2 separate regions of the Zea mays genome follow, and region 1 is linked to region 2. A link is a contact called in public Hi-C data. All regions are on one chromosome and are shown on one strand. The core of a region is the stretch at or near the end of the contact, and the rest is flanking DNA. Distances in the headings are between cores, read along the strand shown. Region 1 has its middle 110 kb from the start of LOC732818. Region 2 holds the start of LOC100276847 (NADH dehydrogenase [ubiquinone] 1 beta subcomplex subunit 10-A).

What was found. Hi-C and Micro-C count contacts between places; a contact is called where the count stands out from the background.
Region 1: a contact with region 2 is called in a Hi-C map of ear, with 2.7 times the contacts expected there. The contact joins the enhancer-like site here to the promoter of LOC100276847 in region 2. A contact is called at or near these places in 2 of 25 Hi-C or Micro-C datasets (ear and tassel).

The regions. Positions count from the first base shown.
Region 1 is chr1:103,372,767-103,375,466 of Zm-B73-REFERENCE-NAM-5.0, reverse strand. No RefSeq gene overlaps it. Among protein-coding and RNA genes, the nearest start is that of LOC732818, 110 kb to the right of the region's middle. Within about 2 kb of position 1,301, at least 17 of the 20 cell types and tissues checked have an H3K27ac peak or open chromatin away from gene starts, as enhancers often do. A contact at or near this core is called in ear and tassel, where this site is marked.
Region 2 is chr1:103,209,570-103,212,269 of Zm-B73-REFERENCE-NAM-5.0, reverse strand. It overlaps LOC100276847 (NADH dehydrogenase [ubiquinone] 1 beta subcomplex subunit 10-A), which reads right to left and starts at 1,343. Exons shown (of 2, transcript NM_001416002.1): 1 at 975-1,343. The coding sequence starts at 1,260. LOC100277622 reads left to right here and starts at 1,453. Exons shown (of 3, transcript NM_001151134.2): 1 at 1,453-1,643; 2 at 1,740-1,850; 3 at 2,024-2,358. The coding sequence starts at 1,553. The coding sequence ends at 2,097.

The DNA of each region.
Region 1 (2,700 bases), core at 52-2,551, 160 kb before region 2:
AGTGACCTGCAGTTCAAATCTAAATTTTCCGAAGAAATTCAAATAAACGAACTAAATCTACTAATGATTGAAAACTCTGTTAAAATTGTCCACAAATGATACATGTAGGTCTACATAGTGTAGGAACATACCACAAAAATTTTGAGAGACAAAATAAAAAAAATAAAAAAATACTTTGCCGAGTGTCTAGAGATGACACTCGGCAAAGTATGCTTTGCCAAGTGCCTACTATGTAACACTCGGCAAAGAAGCCTCTTTGCCGAGTGCCAGCCGTTGGCTCTCGGCAAAGACTGACGGCCGTCAGCTTTGGGACGGCCGCTGACGGCGCTTTGCCGAGAGCCCCCTTTGTCGAGTGTTTGACCCTCGACAAACTTGTCTTTGCCGAGTGCGTTCTGTGCCGAGTGTTCAGCACTCGGTAAAGGGGCTCTTTGCCGAGAGCCTAAATTTACTGAGTTTGCCGAGTGCCCGATAAAAAGTACTCGGCAAAGCCGCCGGCACTCGGCAAAGCCTACGATTCCGGTAGTGATACCACTATATAATTTATAAGTTTAAGTTTTACAAAACTCATGCTCAAAATTTTTACTAAATTCGCCAGACAAATTACATTTAGACTTGGTGTATCATCAAACCAATAATTTAGATAGCTGGATAACTATCTCTTATTTACTAATCCAATTTAATGAACAATATTATTTAGATGACCCCTCAACTATCATCCTTCCTCTTGCCGTAACAACTGTACTTCTATTATTCAAGTTTTGTTCTAAATGAAATGCATCTCTAGCTATAAGAATATTTAACTCTAGCCGTAACAACTGTACTTCTATTATTCAAGTTTTGTTCTAAATGAAATGCATCTCTAGCTATAAGAATGTTTAACTCTAGCTATTTTTTACTTTCTCTATTTTTAAAACACAATATTTGCATTTTCAAGCATTTTTTATAAAGCATTTTTCCTACGATTACAGAAATACACTCGTGTTGAGACCCGAACGAGTACTCCACTAGTATCTTAATAGAAACAATAGCAGTATTTTTATAGTATATTTTTCCATGGTACAATGAGGTCAGTGATGGCTGCAGTCGTGCCTTCACCAGATGCTGCTCTTTTCCCAGGCTACAGTATGATTCTGTTGCTCCGAGCTGTGACTGTGAACGATTCTTTCTTTTGGCCTGTGTGACTCTGTCAACGATTCCGATAGTGAGGGTTGGAGATTCCATGGGCCCTCGCGGGCAGGCCAGGCTGGCTAGGCCCATGAGCGTATAGAACGTGCGGGTACCAACATGGCACGTGGCGCTCTATCACCTGCGGCGTGGCAGCCGCTCTGTTGCTGCATCACCATTTGGACGGCCGTGGCACCCCGCTATACCCATGCAACGACACACGAGACGCCACCGCACCAGCGATCCCGGCTTTCCGCGCAGGCATAGAGGTGCAGAACATCGGAGTACACGTCCGTAGTCAGCGTGGAGCTAGGCAAGGGCGCAAGGCATAGTCCATCCTGGACCACGGACCAGAATAGACCAGATGCACTAACAACTCCGAGCACCTGATACTTGTGATTTAGACACTGTTCCAAATCCCTAAAATTTTACTTAGCTGCTAAATTAGCTGAGAGGTTTAGAATTAGCTAATAGACCAACTAATTATTAATTATAGCTCTCAAATAATTATTAGCTGTTAACTGCTTTAACCAGCTAAAATCAACTTAAAACTTATTAACTGACTAATAATTTGCTCTTGAGGTTTGAAATATGGTCTCACTAACCCAGGTAAGTAATAAAACCTACCATTATTTATTTATTTATTTTCATTTAACTTATAATTTTCTAGATCCGAACATCTCAAGTTCTACTCGAGGACAATAATATTGCTATCTGGCATCATGTGTTCTCCGATAACTATTTGGCTATTTGCCACTTATTTTTAGATAATGAAAAAACATCGTTCCAGTCTTCTCCCTTGTATGTAGGTTATGGCCAATAATTTATATCAGCTCTCTAAAAAAGAACCACCACATTAAAAATATAGAACAAAACAACTAAGAGAGACAAAACAAACCCCGACATCATCTAAAACGAAGTGATCCTAGCTATTCATGAATCTCCAGCCCAAATGAGCGAATATCTATATAGATATCATCTGACATGCCACTTTTATTATAATCCTCTTCATCCTTTTGTAGCTAGGATCATAATCTAAGCCAGAGCATCGTTCGAAAGATTACCTGCAAATAAGTAACCATAGAGGATTTATCAAAAACTAACTCATTCCTACTAGTATAGATAGCCCAACATTAGTAACCATAGGGGATTTATCAAAAACTAAATCATTCCTACTAGTATAGATAGCCCAACATATAGCTGCAACACTTGTACTAATCAGATTTTTGTTTTGATGACACCCCAAGGAGCCATGATCCATAAACATGTTTCACGGATCTAAGTAGATTCAGGCCAAAACAGCATTGAGCGAGCCTCCAACAGAAATGAACATAATGACACTTAAAAAACAAGTGTTGTGTAGACTCATCTGAAGCACAGAACACAGATTTTTTATTTCCCTGCCAATTATGCCTAGCTAGGTTATCTTTTGTTAAAATAACATCTTTAAATAAGTACCACATAAAAATCTTTATCTTTAACAGCACTTTAAGTTTTCATAAAGGTTTGTGATAAAAAAACCTTGGCATTCTTCAT
Region 2 (2,700 bases), core at 94-2,593:
TTTGTCGTGCCACCTGATCTCCTGCTCTCGTACCAACAATCATAATGGTCTGCTTCTTGATTAGTTATAGATTCTTCAAAATCCTGGTCTTCAATAGGATGCTGCTGCTGCTTTGGTGTGCCTGATCTCTGCACCTCTTTGAAAAAAGACAGTACAATTCTATCTGTGTTGGACTCGACAGAGATGGAATATTGGTGGCAAGTTGCACAGTGATGAAAAAGACATCAGCCTATATGCTTCTATGAAGCATTGAACAGGCCACTGTACACATATGTGATGAGGGGGGAAAAAGGAGATCGCAAAGGATGCAGCCAATGTTACAACAATAGTAACCTGCATCAAATCAGTAATACAGTTGCAAGCACACTCCGATGAGGAGAGCAATGTGGTAGGTCATAATGCATCATCGGTCGTCTAGGTCTGCAGCATCAGCCATCTCTCTCAAGGTTCCTGCACGATCCAGACATTCCCTGTCGGCTCTTGGTCTCCAGTATATTGAGGCTAGTTCAGGACAGGAAAAGGAAAAGAACAAGCCGGGCATGGGAGTAGCGACGACGGGCGACGGATGGCGTCAAATGACCGAAATCCTGCAGCAGTTGCAACCTACACACGGTTTAAGGCTCACTGTTTGGAGTCTATCCTTCAATTTGGGCCTAAACAAATTGACTTGAGTAGCAGTAGCTAAATCAAAATATAAGGCCCAATTATAGAACTCATGATTGGAGTTGTTCTAATGCATTTCGGTTTCCACCACTCAGACTGATTACCACACAACATACATAGAAAGGAAAGAATGTGCTTAGTTTCAGCAGGCCTCACCCCTCCAATCCAGGAACAGCAGCACGAGAAGCCGAGGCAGCAGCTACTCCGCCTCGATGATCTTCTTGGGCTCTGCGAACCAGAGAAGAAGCAGCCATATAGACCTATCGATCATGCCGATCAAAGGGTAAGACGAGGCATGAAGGGATTCGGACCGTGTAACTCGGGCGGTCGGGCATCTTTGCCCCAACCCACGCCGCGTGTAGCCTCTAGGTACTGGTCCACGAGGTGGCGGCACTTCTGGTGGTGGTTGATCCCCTCGATGCGGTAGCACCAGCGGAGGCGCTCCCGGATGATCTTGGCGGTCTCGATCTGGATCCACTTCTCCCGCACCAGGTGTTCCCGGTACTCCAGCATAGCCACCGGGTCCGCATATGGGTTCTTCGGGTCGAAGTTATCCGGTGGCTGCTCATCGAACTCAACCTTTGCCTTGCGCACCATCTTCTCCGATCGCGGCCGGCGGCCGCACGGTCTTCCGATTGGGTGGGGGTGGGGGTGGGGGTGTGGGATTGGTGTGGTCCGCTCGGTCGGATGGGAGACGGAGCTGATGGGTCGATGAGTTAATTATGCGAACCAGGCCTGTGGGCTGTTAGTCGGCCCAACAGAATGAAGCGTAGGTGGGCCAAGAGACAAGCTTCTGTCGCCGACTCACTGTTTCCCGAAGTCTGCACTCTGCAGGCGGAAACGCCAGTTCAGCCACGTGGAGAGGGCAGATCCGAGAAGAGCCGGCGCGATGAGCTCGCCGGCGAGGTCGACCATCTCGGCCGCCGAAGACGTCGCTGATTCCATCGACGCGCTCTACCGCAAGGACGAGGCCCTGGCTGGTGATACGCCCCTCTATCTCTCTCTCCCTTTTGCAAGCGGTGCCAGGTGAATGCCTCAGAGAGTCAGAGTGACTGACCGATTGGTTGGCCTTGCAGAACTCAAGTCTGAGGTGATGGAGGCGCTGCAGAGGGAGGTGAGGTCTCTCGACGAAGACAACTGGATGTTCGCCGCACCGCGGTCCCGCATCAACCTCGTCTCCAGGCCTGGTAAGAAGGGGAACACAAAAATAGCAACAGATGGTTTTCTGATCAGTTTTTTTTAAATCTGTCTATATGGCCTGAGTTTAATGCTTCTGTTCCTGATGAATGAGCTGTGTACATTCCTTATACGATTGCGACCGATTTTATTTGTACCCCATTGGGGGGCATGTGTTTATCAGGTGCTTACCTGCCCAAGCAAAACGGGAAGCTCTCAGAGTTGGGGCAAGCATCCAAGAAAACAAGGAACTTCTAGGGTGTACATGCTTGTGCTTGCAAGAAGCCTGGTCCATGACTCCATGATGGTAGTGAAGGCTGTAGCATCAAGGATGATTTGTTCATGTTTCAAATCAATCTGGTTGCTTCCTGCTAATTCAATTTCAGACACATGTAAGGATTTTTCAAGTGATTGTGACTTCAATGTCATGGTATTGTTTATGACTTGTGCCTTTCCTATCTTCTACAAACTCAACCTGCCTAGTTTTTCTTACATTCATGATCCATCCTTTTCTTTCTGAACAGATATGCATGATTGCCACTTTAGTTGGAGACAGCAAATACATCGATAATTATTGAACAAAGTTATGTTGTCTTTAGTTCTTATGATCACTGGTATTAGAATACCTTTAATTCGGTTGTAAGTTGAAAAGCTTGCAAATTAAAATTCATATCTTAACATAAAAATGTTAGAACATAGATATGTTCTTTTTCTGAGCTGTCTTTTTGTATGGCACTGTCCCATGCCTCATATTAAACTGTATTATTTAGTGATCTTAATTACTTACTCTTAGCCTACCGTCTGTAACCGGAAGGTCCCGGATTCGGGCCCCAGCCTCTGCATGTTATGCGGGTAAGGCTT